Regions from separate parts of the Mus musculus genome. Here region 2 is linked to region 1. Evidence: chromatin contacts called from public HiChIP or PLAC-seq data. All regions are on one chromosome and are shown on one strand. Each heading gives the region's core, a stretch centred on a gene start, on an enhancer-like site or on the middle of the called end of the contact. The rest is flanking DNA. Distances are from core to core; before and after follow the strand shown.

The links. HiChIP or PLAC-seq counts read pairs in DNA pulled down with a chosen protein or histone mark.
Region 2: an H3K27ac HiChIP or PLAC-seq map of SST interneurons shows a contact between it and region 1, with 6 times the contacts expected there. The contact joins two enhancer-like sites. A contact is called at or near these places in 2 of 484 Hi-C or Micro-C datasets (cerebral cortex and myocytes) and 5 of 115 datasets of contacts at active chromatin or transcription factors (the NIH/3T3 cell line, SST interneurons, acute myeloid leukemia and 2 more).

The regions. Positions count from the first base shown.
Region 1 is chr7:74,463,363-74,470,220 of GRCm38.p6, reverse strand. All of the region lies in intron 2 of Slco3a1 (solute carrier organic anion transporter family, member 3a1), which reads left to right. Among named protein-coding and RNA genes, the nearest start is that of Slco3a1, 88 kb to the left of the region's middle. Within about 2 kb of position 5,355, at least 63 of the 459 cell types and tissues checked have an H3K27ac peak or open chromatin away from gene starts, as enhancers often do. A contact at or near this core is called in SST interneurons, where this site is marked.
Region 2 is chr7:75,115,652-75,122,083 of GRCm38.p6, reverse strand. It overlaps Sv2b (synaptic vesicle glycoprotein 2 b), which reads left to right. Exons shown (of 13, transcript NM_153579.4): 12 at 2,000-2,159; 13 at 4,306-6,432. The coding sequence ends at 4,489. Among named protein-coding and RNA genes, the nearest start is that of 4930533N22Rik, 89 kb to the right of the region's middle. Within about 2 kb of position 3,908, at least 91 of the 459 cell types and tissues checked have an H3K27ac peak or open chromatin away from gene starts, as enhancers often do. A contact at or near this core is called in SST interneurons, where this site is marked.

The DNA.
Region 1 (6,858 bases), core at 4,106-6,605:
GAATTAACTATTAAATAAGGGGTGGAGCATAGTATTTTTTCCTTACAGTCTTTTGGGTAGTTTAGAATGAATTGTATGTCTCCATCCAAGGCCTGAGAAACAACTCAGATCTCATTCCTTGTACCAGCAATCAAAGCCCTGACGTTTTAGTTCCTGGTCATTGATTTTGAAGCATGAATCTTGTCCATCCTCCATGATTTTCCAGACCACTAATACTGTCATAGCTACCTAGTATTGAAAGTCTCTCAGGCTAACCTTCTGTCCACTAAGATGAGTGCTGTCCTCTGGCTTTGACCACATGATGTGAGGAGGCACAGGCCAACTGTACACTGACATCATGGCCTCCATATTTCCCACAGTCCAGGGCTCTATGAGTAGCTGGAGGGGGAGCAGTGTTTATGTCATAATTATAATAAGGCCCCAGAGAAGAAGTTAACTCAGATGGAGCATTGTAGACTTCCCTGAGAGGTGAACACAAGCAGAGACTAGAAGAAAAAGAGGATGGTGCAGGCTGCATGGAGTGCACCAGGTGCCAAGCACTGGCCTGAGAGGAATTCCAGGACATGAGTCCCTGGTATTGGTGGCCAGGAGCACACATTATAGAACAAGGACCTTCTGCTTCCTGCTCCCAACATAGAAGTAAGAGTATGAAGTCCCTGGCTTGTCTAGACACCAGAAAACCATTCTCTGAAGTGTCCTTTACCTTCCATTGACCCTCAGGATATCATCATGACTCCCTAGAGCAGAAATCTTTCCCAGCTCGGTACCATGATCCATGCTGTTCCCTCTGCCTAGGACCCTAGTCATGCCCTCGGTGCACTGTTCAGGAGTCTTTCTTCCACCTCACTCACCCACGAGTGGATGCTGCCTCATGTCTGTCTTGTCGCTTTCATAAGCATCATGGCAGCTACTCACATGGTAGCTACTCTTCTGCACTCTGCACTTCATCCCCTCACCTGGTCTTCCACTGTGGACTGCTGCTGACTATTGTCTCCATGTTACAGAGAAACAATGGCCCAGAACATCAGAAGACCTTGTAGTTAGGGCAGAGGAGCATGACTGGAGCATTGGGGTTAAAACCCTGGTCCCAACAGCCCCACTGGGTTGAGCTTAGCTACCTATTCCAATACTCCAACTAAAACGATACAAAATACTGCTGGAGATCTAGCTCAGTTTTTAGCGTGCTTGTCAAGCATCCACAAGTCCCTGGGTTTGATATGCAGCACTGCATAAAAAACGAGCTTCTTGGTGCATGCCTGTTATATCAGTGCATGGGAGATGGAAGCAGGAGGTTTAGGGGTCCAAGATCATCCTCAGCTACATAGTGAGTTCAAGGCCAGCCTAGGATACAAGGTGGAGTGCAGCAGGGTTCGTGAAAAGTAGAGAATAGATATGTGACAGTGTGTACTGGGGAGATGAGCAGTGACCCCAAATTCTTCTGAGGACCAAGTACTTTTGAGCAAGAGTGCAAGTGTGTTTAGGTTAGACTCTAAGTGTGAGTCTACAGTCTGGGTGGAATTTGGACTTCTGACCTCAGCTCCTTCTCATTCCTGTCATTTCCTCCCAGTTCTGGGGCCTTATGTTTGTATTCTTGGAGAAGACACACAGTAGGTGCTTGTTGTAAATTTGACATGTTTTTCTCTTTACCCTTCCCCTTCCTGAACATCATGCCTCATGCATCTGACTTTACGAAAGAAGGGAATGATATGGAGAAAGAAAAGAGCAAAACCAGATATGAGTGCCACACGTAAGAATGGCATCTTTTGTGGGCAGTGAGACCTTAAACACGGGGCAGGTTCTGAAACTGTGCTAGGTGCTGGGGGCTGTGCTCCTGGGGTGGCTTTGTACACTGTCTGTCTTAAAGTCCTCTCCAATTGAAGGTGTGTTATTTTTCTGTTACAAAAGCCAGAGGCTTCCTGGGCCTGGAACTCTCCAAGCCCTTCTCTGAGCTGTGGGTTCCACCCCTGGGTTATGGGTCCCCTTGAACAAACATGAAGCAGAGAAAACACTTGTCAAGGTGGTCAGTGCCCCATCCTCAGGGTGTGGGCTGGGGTCAGAAGCCACCTTTTGAAGAAAAACCAGCAAAGCCCTAGCCATTGTCCTAGCTTTATCTCTGACTTCCTGTTGGTGCTGGCTGGTTGCTGAACTCTCCAGAAATTCTTATGGCTTGGGGGTGGGGGTGGCCTTCGCTCACCATTGGGAGCAAATGATTGAGGGATGCTCTCTGCAAATAGGCCCAAAGGGTTGAAGACAGAAGGCTAATGTCTGCAGTTCCACATTCACCATGCTGGGCAACCCGGGCAGCCCTGTTCTGGCTTCCCCCTCCAGTGCTGCATATCTGCTGGCATATTTATTTGAAAGCAGAATAAGCAGAATTTTTCAAAGGGAAGCAGTTTACAAAAGATGAGAAGAATATAAGTTGGGATAAATGGCTCATCTGGCAGCAGGACCTAGTCTTTGCTGTGTGGGGAACTTTAATGTTGCATGAGCCTGAAGAAGGGAACTTGGCCTTTCTGTAGAATCCTAGAAAAAGTGTCCCTTGGTGAAGCCAGTATGTCACCCACCTCCAGGAGACAGAGCTGAATCCCAAGCCTGTACCATTTCAGTATTACGGGAAGATGTTTGTTTCCTCTGCTAGTCACCTTCTCAATCCTTCTTGTTGAAGCTTCCAGAACTTCTGGGGCCCTGGCTATTGCTGTAAACCTTCACCCAGACTCCTGGATGTCTGTTGGACACACGTGAAATCCCTGTAGACTGTAGCTAATAACTGTGGAAACCGAATAAGCATGCACACAGATTTGTCTCAGGTGTGGATCAAGGCTTTGATGCTTTCTACATCATTCAGAAAGCTAGCCCCATGAGTGCACAATGCCACAATTATATGTTTAAATTTTAACATGTTTCTTAGAACATAGAATGGAATACTAAGTGCCTATGAAACCAATGCCCGGGGCAAAGGCAGTATAAGTCTCATAAAGCAGGGAAGAACGCAGGCTGTAGATTACTTAACAACTGCTGTTCTCACAAGGGCGATCATAGCTGGGTCAGAGCTACTCTTAGCCCTTCTAGGTCCCAATGTGGCCCTCTGTCTCTCAGGCTTAAAAGGCCCTCCACACAGGGTCTGACTATTCCCAGAAGATACCAGAGTGCAGCAGAGGTGGTGACACGTGAAATAGCAGCCAGTGACCCCAGTGTGGAAATTTTAAGAGCTGGGGAGCAAGAATTTCCTGTGATGTGAAAAGGAAAACAAAAAGCAGGAAAAACTACCCCAAAGCTGTGGAAGACACTTGGTGCACAAAGCAAGGGGGCAGGAGGGGGCCTGTGTTGTGAAAATGGCTTCAGGAAATCATAGGCCTGTGGGATAGGTGCTGAGTGACACGACACGTGATGGGTCCTTCTTGGTCTGGCTAGTGTCTTCCATACCCAACAATATACCCAGAATGTCCTGGAGTCGGGGACAGGGGTGGGGGTTGGGGGAGTCTCACACTGAGAGGAGAGCTGGCCTGCTGGAAGAAGGCGTGGTTAGTGAGAACAGCACCCTCTCTACCCCAAGGCAGATGTGCAATGTGGGGTGAGGCAGTGGCTTTGAACTTCAGGAGTGGGGAAGGGGGCACTCTGATTCTTTACTTTTTGTCCAAGATAGTTCAGGCAGAGAGAATGTGTGGTGGTTCCAGAAAACTCTTCAGATGACAGACTTACCTGGAACATTCTGTCTATCACGTGATCTCTGAGTCATTGCCAGAAGTCTAAAACTAGGAACAGCAGCCCTGTCCTTTGTAATGGATGGTTTTGGTCACTTTCATGAAGAACATTTACAAGTGTCTCATACTATTTCCTCCTTTTATTAAATAGGTCCTGGCTGCTGCTGTAAAGAGCAAATCCTCACACACATAGCTACTAAAACGACTATTGTATGCACCAATGAAGTCCAAAGCAGGTTCGACTAATACCTGGGCTGTTCTCTAGTGGTGACACTTGCCATCTTAGAGTTCCCTGATCAATAGCACATTATTTTCAAGGCTGCCCTCTTTGTCTGTGTCAGGGTATGGGAAGTGTGAGCCAGGCCAGAAGTGGCAGAGGCTGCTGTCTCTTGAATCTCTCTATAGCTGGAGCTTAGTGCTATGGCCAGACCTGGAATGATAAGTGAGATACCTGAGCCATGAACCCAGAAGGCAGCAGAATCGAGCTCTGCTGCCATCCAGCCTGTGACTGTCTCAGTAAGTGTTCATCATGTTCCAAACTCATAGCTCCTTGGGGACTTCAGAGCATTTCTGAGAAATGCTTACCTCTGATTCCCAAGTTGCACGTGAGGACATGGAAGATCAAGAAATGCTAGTGGCTTCCCTAAAGCTCGGGGGCCTGAATCCAGGATGCCCAGGCTTGTCCCATCCCCGACTCTCTGCATGCTCTCCATGATGTATGACTAGGAGCCAGGTGACTATATACCTTCTTTGTGTTGTTATCATTGCAGCTCTGAGGAAGATCATGGCTACTATCATGGAGGGTGCACCAGAGCTGTGGCAATAGGGTGTTTGGGCAGAGAGGGTTGATAAGTTTACTAACTGGGGTGCCGGAGTCTTCAGTGTTTTGGCAATAGCTCTACATTATAATCCAGTGCCCCAGACTATGGGAGAATTGGCGGTTATGCATGTACATAACCTGCCTCTACCTTAGGCTGAGAAAAATAGAGCTGGTCCACAGCTCCTCAGGGAACCCTTGATGGATACATAGATTCCTAGAGGATGGGATGTGTGGTAAATGCACACAGGACTTTTGGACCCTGCCATATCCTCATGAATATACTGTGGGGTGAGCAGCAGTCTCTCATGGGCCTCTAAGGCCTTTCCACTTCAGGCTCTTTAACCTCACCCTTCACTCACTGCTCACTTAGTAACCCAGGATCCCAGGATCCTCTCTCCACTTACCAGTCGTTTTACTTTTGCTGTGTTACTAGCCTTAACATTTCCAAACCTGGCCTGCTTGTCCTGTGAAGTGGGAGCTGATAGTCCTGGCCTTGGGAACATCCTGCTAGAGAGGTGTAGAGACAAGAAGGAATATTTTTCCTATAGAATCATGTGGACTGGGGCAAGAGACCATATGTGGGGCTGTGCTTAAGAGTAACTTGGGCATATCTCTAAATTCCTCCTCTGGAGGCAGTGGCAAGGAAGGCACTTGAGCTATTTGAGGTCATCTGGTCTTGGGTGCCTCTATTGCAGCCCCCAATCTAATTGAAGCAGGGAGGGAAACTCACATCGAAACCCTAGAGAGAATTTTTGTGGAGCCTGCTTGTTCTATGTCATCTTCGGCAGCCCTGCTTAGAGTCTGCGTGGTTCATCCAGTGAGTCACCCAGAAGGCATGGGACATCATCACTTTGGCAGCCGTAGGGCATTTGTGCCTGGCTAATTATGGGCAGCTCTGATCTGAAGCAACAAGGATGGAGTTGATATAGGTTGAAAAATGACCCAGACAGAAGCGGAGGCTGGGACTGGCAGCCCTGCCTGCATAGTGGCTGCCCCTGTGGCTGAAAGGAGGTCGGGGCATGTTTGCTTCGTGACAGATTGGGGACAGAGAGGAAAAAAAGGAGTTCAGGCTTTGCGCTGGCCAGTCTGGTTCTAATGCCTATGCCGATATAAGTTCCTAGCCAGGGAAGTCAGGAGTCCAGAGTTTGAAGCTGAAGGTGATGCTAATGGCTTGTGTTCAGATCCATGCTAATATGTCTCTGAGCAGCATCACCGTGTGCCCAGGACAAAAAAATCTGCCAGAGCTCCACCAAGATTCACAAGGCTTTAACAGAGGACTCAAATGGTAAAACACTTTACACACATTCACACACACACACACACACACACACACGGGGACCTACGTTCAGAGCCCCAGGGACCACATAAAGCCAGGTGTGACAACAAGTTTGCAATCCCAGCACTCCTACAGTGAGATGATAGGCAGAGACAAGAGAATCCTCAGCTAGACAAGAATGCACTGCAGCAAACAGCAAACCACCCTGTCTCTCAAATAGCATGGAAGACAGGGCCTGACATCAGATCCTATCCTCCAATCTCTACATATGCACCCTAGAACAAGTGTGCACCCCACATACAACAAGATTTGAAAACTTGCATCTCTGAGTAGTTCTGAAGGTGGCCCCATCAGAGTACATGCCCAACACCCTAGTTCTGTAGACTCAGGGTTGCCTTGTATCATTAGATGATGATATGCTTTTTGAAGGCAACTCCTAGAAACAGTAAATTAAATGTGGCACAGAGATGCAGTACCTGTCTCTGATCCCATCTAACCTGGTGTATGAGAGTGCTCCAATACTGGAAGGCCTCACGCCTGTTCTTGGGTGACACTTGGAAAACCCAGCAGGTGACATTATGTATGTCAAGAAATGGATTCCTCCCTTGGCAGAATGATAAACTGGGAGTTGATTAAATATAAGGATCAAACAGTCACTTCTGTGATTCTTTGACTGTAATATCACAAATCACATTCTATGTGACATCTAACTGCCAAAAGCCTCATGCACCTAGCCCTCTTTGGACAACAGGGGATGTGGAATATAAGTTGTGTTTTTTGAACACAGACTTTTTTTTTCCAAGACAGGGTCTCTCTGTGTAGCCCTGGCTGTCCTGGAACTCACTCTGTAGACCAGGGTGGCCTCGAACTCAGAAATCCACCTGCTTCTGCCTCCCAAGTACTGGGATTAAAGGTGTGCACCACCACCACCCAGCTGTGAACACAGACTTTAAATAACTTTATAAAGCATATAAAAACTGTCTCTGTAAATTTTCTAGAAGTAGTGAACTCTGATTTCTAAGTACCTTTATCTGTAGGGCTGGTATTTTGTGGGGCTGGAG
Region 2 (6,432 bases), core at 2,659-5,158, 650 kb before region 1:
TGGGAAAATGAGACACTGCAGGAGCGGGTAGAGGACATTTTCAGAGCCACACAGAGAGAAAGTGGTGAGGCTTGAACTTGAACTTAGACCTCTTAATTAGAAGAGGAATTGAGATTATGGAAACGAAGGGGCAGTGGACCGTGCACGTCTACGGTAGGAGCAGTTAGCACGGAGTCGAGGAAGCTCCTTGACCATAGCATACTTTGGCAATGGTGTTTTATTAGTCAGGATGTATTAGCTAAGCCTCACATTGATCTCTTGGAGCAGAGCATGTGCTTGGAGGGAATTGCTCTCAGGACTCTTGTGGCCCATAGATGCCAGCTTCCTTCCCTGTGCTTCCCTCCTGGCTGCTTACAGCCCTGTCCCTTCCCAGAGGGGGCAGTATCTGGGTGGATAGTTATTATTCATTAGCTCCTTTGCCAGGCTTACACTTCCCACTGTACTTACAGCCCCGAGTCCCTGTGTGACTCCAGGGTGAGATCCCATGAGGAAGGAGGTTTCTGGGTAGTCAGAAAAGCATTTGGATTCCAGGCAAGGAGGATACTTGTTCCCATTGCCCTGATGGTGGTGGGAAGCTCACCCACTTACTTTTTGGCACTCACTACTTTTGCTTTACTTTTGGCCTCATCCGCACATTATTCCAGACCCTTTCAGGCCTGTAGTCCAGTCAGTCATGACCAGAGCCAACCCAAGACTTTCCAAGCTTCTCTGGGTGGAATTCTTGGGTTTGGAAAGGGTTTGCTACATCCAGTTTTAAAATGGGGTCTCTTATTACCATCTCCGTCAGTGGGATTCTTAGTCAGAGAGTTCTCCCTGAATGGTGTAGTTTTCCCTACACTGTTGATGGACAGCTTTACACATGTGGCCAGGGTCGGGACAAATGAGGGAGGCCAGACTCTCAGATTCTGGCAAAAGTGGGAGGCAGCTGTCATCCTATGGTGGCAGGAACCAGGGGAAAAAACAGCATTCACAGAGCCCAACGGGGTCTCAAACAGTAGTGGAAGAATAACCTGAAAGGAGCTGTGGTCCTGGAGGGACTTAGCCATTGCCAAAGATGGAGCTTCTAAAATGGGATGGTGGTCACTGAGCAGTTCCACTCCTCTGTCTTCCCATCATGGTGACAATGGTTCCCAGCTTCTCAGGAGGTTGCAGTAGGTTTTGGGAGGGCAGAGGGATCTCTGTGGTGGAGATGATGATGCATTAGTCCTGTTTCTGTTGCTATAACAACACTCTAGAAGGGTGTTTGCCCTTAGAAGGAAGACATATTTATTTTGATTCCCGACTTTAGATTTTGGTTCGCAGCCTTTGCCTCCATTGTTTGAGCATTTGTGTTGTGGCAGAGCATCATGACAGGGAGAATGTGACAGCACAAAGCTGTTCACCCTATGATGGCCTGGGAGCACAGGGAGCTCTTCCTTCAGATGCTATTATTAAATGATGAATCCATACATGATTAATCCATTAATGAGCCCAGAGGTCCCCAGAGGCTCTACTTCTGAGTGTGGCTGCCTTGGGGACAACGCTTCATCCAACATATATGCTTTTTGGGGGGCTTTTAAAATTCAAACCAGAACAGGTCATAGGTGGAGAAGCGGAACAGCACTTCTGGAATTTTCCCTTTGTAGCTGACCTGAAATGTATTCACATTGGAACGTAAGCTATGTGAGCTCTGATTCTTAATTTTATTTTTACATTTCTTTAAAAAAGCAGTTGACTCTTAATATCTTAACTTTTGAGTTGTATATAAATGTATATCCACTCTTTCCATGTGTACATGTCAATATTTACTTTTCCATCGTATATACTTGAATTTAAAATATGTGTGAGTTTATTTGTTCCATTTGTGCTCTTCCCAAGTGGAAGTTGGACCTAGTTACTCAAGTGACATGTTACTTCACCTGAGCCTGTGAGATTGGGGGTGTGGGCAAATCCTCTGGGGAGCAGACTCTGGGACACCACAGGCCTCACACTTCTTTCCACCTTCGTCTTGTCTCCATAGGCGGCTCCATGCTCATCTCTGCAGTCTGCTGCTTCTTCCTGTTTTTTGGCAACAGCGAGTCTGCGATGATCGGCTGGCAATGCCTGTTCTGTGGGACCAGCATTGCAGCCTGGAATGCTCTGGATGTGATCACAGTTGAGCTGTATCCCACCAACCAGAGGTCAGTTCTGACCTAACTTAAGTTACTCTGCTCAGAAGCTGAATCTTGGACCATGCATGGCCTTGGTCTTCTTGAAGTCCATGTTCCAAACGTCTCCCGGGCAATTGACTTTCTCTCCAAGATGATGTCAGTGGTCTGGGCCTGGGTAGGCTAGGGTTTGATAGAGTTGAGTGAGTGACAAGAACCAGAGGACAAACGTAAGCTGTCTCAGTGGAGGGGTAAGAGTGACTAAAGCCTTCTGTATCATTCGATCCTCATTGGAGCTAAGCTCAGGCCTGCCAATGGGAACTAAGGAGAAAACATGAAGACTTGGGACAATATGGATGGCGTGGGGCTCAACAAGAAGGAAGAGAAGGTGGATGGAGGCAGAGTGGTCCAGGGCTGCCAGGGTTTACTCTTTGTTTAAAAGCAGAAGGTCAAGTTCATTACCCAGTAGGTGTTTCTCTACTTGAAGGGGATCTTGAACTATACGTACAGTGGATAAATGCTCACAAGGATGGGCATAGTATGGAGGATGGGTGAGCTTAGTTCTGAAAAGTATTTTAGTGGTATTCCTAAAGTCAACAACAGAGCTTCTGGGCTTTGGCTGGCTAGCATACCATGTTTCCTGAGTCAAAGAATGCTAAATTTTATTAATAGTAAGGGACAGGATAGTGGTCATTGTTGAGTGGGCTATGGTTTTACAGGTAGGAAATTTAGGAAAGTGAAATGAAGAGACACATAGAAAACAAACAAACAAAAAACATCCTGAAATATGAATAAAACTGTAAACCTCTGCTACAATATAAAAGAAGACATAAAACAGAAACCAAGACATGCTTCACTGTCTTGAGATAATTTACTCTTATAAAAATATCAAGTTTCCTTTAATTCTTCTCCAATTACAATAGTCCATTCAAAATTCAGTGAGACTTTCCCCCTCCCCTGGAAAGCTGAAAAAAATCATTTTAAATTTTACTTAGAAAAGCAGGCATATAGAGATAGAAAATAAAGCAAACATACTCGCTAGGGTTGGGGCTGGAGCTTATAAACCCACCATGCTGCTCAGGTATAGATAATAGAGCCCAACCTCTAACCATAAATATATGCCAATATTTTAAACTTTTGATATAATGAAGAAGTAGTTTAATTGCAGCACAGGAATGACCATCTTGAGAATACTGTCCCAGTGGTTCTCAACCTTCCTAATGGTGCGACCCTTTAATATAGCTCCTCATGTTGTGGTGACATAAAATTACTTTCATTGTTAATCCCTAACTGTAATTTTGCCACTGTTATGAACCATAATGTAAATATCTGTGTTTTCTGACGATCTTAGGTGAGCCCTGTGAAAGGATCCTTTGACTCTTATAGAGTGAAAAATGATGCTCTATACAGTCGTGGTCAGGATAGGCTGTGTCGTTCATGAAGTTTATCACTGGAGTGTAATTTAGGGATAATAATTAGTACTGGGTTCTGCCATGGATGGCAGAAATTCCAAACAAGCATGGGAGGTTTGGCATTGCAAGGACTCTTCATCAGCAGCCTGAGCAGAAGGCTCAGGCTTCTATGCTTCTAGTCTCCCTTGCCTGGATTCCACCACGGTCCATCTCTGTTGCAGGAAGTAAGACAAAGGACAAAAAATAAAGGAAGAGAGAGTAGAAATTCGCTCACAACCTCTCTCAGGAAATTTTTCATGTGCACTCTGTCTCATTGGCTGAAACTAAGTCACGCTCACACAGCCAGCAGCAAGGGACTCTGGGAAATGTAGTCTTACAGTTGGGGACCTAAATTGCAGAGTGAGTTAGCAGTCTTTGCCACAAGAGAGTGTGCTCACACTTTATTTCGTATGCAGCTTTATTTTTTTGATATTTTTCTGTAAGCAAGTACTACTTGTAACTATTTTAATTAGAGATATGCTTGGGAAGATAAGGAAAGAGGCTTGAAGGCAATTCAGAATGTTAATAGCAGCTATTAGTCCAGGTATCCCTACATCTTAATTTCATTGAGTATTTCCAGTGTTGGCTAAAATGAAATCGCTGTTTTTATATTTAGATAAGAAATTGAGTCCCACACCTCCTCCTCTTACAACAAGGAAAGAACATACAGCCGTTCACCTAGCGAAGCCCAGAATTTCAGAATCCTCTCCTGTCCTCTTCTTTTGCAGGGCCACGGCCTTCGGCATCCTCAACGGACTGTGCAAGTTTGGGGCCATCCTGGGAAACACTATCTTTGCTTCTTTTGTTGGGATAACCAAAGTGGTCCCCATCCTTCTGGCTGCTGCTTCTCTGGTTGGAGGTGGCCTGATTGCCCTTCGATTGCCAGAGACTCGAGAGCAAGTCCTGATGTGACCAACCCACCGGGAAAAGACAGATGGGAAGATCTTTTTCAGGACACTCCAGCACAGCCACGCCTCCTGCCTCTCACTGTCTACAGGATACCGCGGACAGCACGGAAGGAGAAATGGACTTTGTGATCCCTAGTTTAGGACCCACTGCAGTTGTTAATACATTTTTAACTCAGGTGATTGACTAGGGGTGCCCAGAACCATCCTTGGGATCCCAGAGCTGTGTGCTTAGCTTCAGGTCTCTTCATCCCAGGCAGGGAGAGGACACTCCAGTAAACACACACAGTAAGCAAGGAGTATATGCTCCTCTAAATGAGGTGCAAAAAACTATTTGCATTTCGGACTGAAGTTGAGGACTAGAACCACTTAAGCTCCTCCATGCAGCTTCTGGGAGCCCAGTGACCTAGCAGATTGTCATAGTGGGGAGTGGGGTCAACACATACTGGGCTCAGAGAGCAGACTACGTATTTGCATTTGAAAGTATCACCTATCATATTTTCCTTTTGAAAACTGGCACAGTAGCCTTGAGGATACTCTGATATAGAAAAACCCAACCTTTAAGCAAAATGTATATAGACGGACTTTTCTTCCCAAGCATCCTGAACTTTGCATAACGAAGAGGTGATACACTAAGAACTATATTTATTATGGTTTTGCTCTTGTCAGAGCAACGTGAGGATGGGTATTATGTAAACTAAGTTTGTATATAAGAGTTTTGAGGTTTTATTCCCACAAATGGTGGCTGCTAAGGTTGCCAACATTTTAGCCATATTTGGGGAGGACTCTCCATTCAAGGTCGCAGGAAACTTGGTGCGAATGGGTAGCATCTTGCTTGCTGTCCGGAGGATGTACTTGGCAAGCCACGTGCCATTTCCTTTACCTGGGAACTTTTCTTCAAATTGGTAGGGCAGGTACTTCTCTCTCCTGTGTTGCTCATTTGTGAAACTCAGGACCATAGGTTGTTTGATGCTGTTTACCCAGAGAGAACAGGAAGAAATGAAATGAAAATGTTTTTATTTTTATTATTGGCTGCTTGCACTCCTTTTCTTTAGAGAGAACCCCCTCACAGATAACTGACTAAGGATGGGGAAAGGTAACCACAGTTCTTCAAAATGTGAGTTCTTCCTGTTTGATTTCAAAGAAAAACACAATGTACATTTATTATAGTGTTTAGGACCTATGAGAAATTTATGCTCTGTGTGTTGGCTCGGGGCGTTCGAAACAGGCCATTAGCATGCACATTAGGAAATAAAAGGCATGAGATACATTCGTTTCTTCATTGCTCCAAGGAAGCTTTTTCTGAGATCCAGGTTGGAACTTGAATGTGGAAAGGGGAGAGGGGGTCAGGGCTGCTCTGGCAGGTGCCAGCAGTCTGGAGGCTAGGCTGAGGGAGTGGCTTTTGTTCATCAGTACCCTCTGCAATGGTAGAGACAGAGCTAGGAGTTCCTGCCACCTGAGCTGCTCTTACCTGGGCCAGCAGAACGACTGACTGACTGACTGTAAGAACTAGTTTGCTCACGTTATTTGCAGCACACACACAAGCTGTGATGTGCTAATCTCTACCTATTAGAAATCTTCCCAAATCTAAACCAAACTAATGACTACATTGAGTGTTTTCTCAGTTCTGTGGAAATACTTAGATGCCAGGCCAGTTCAAGCCATCTTTGCCTAGTCCTCTGGAATATAAGTTGGCAGTGGGAAAGAGTGAAATCTTTGAGAACTTCCCATTTTCAAGTGTGGCTAACATGTTTACTCTGCTTCTCTGGTCCCCACCTCTTTATTTACACCACCATTACTTTCTGTCCAGGGAAGGAAGATGCATCAGGTCTGATGTGATAACCCCCATTACTCCAAATATAAATATATATAAATATACAGAATGTATTAATGCTTCTCTCGGTGTTTTATAGGAATTAACTGATAACGCTCTGTTGATAACGAGAAACT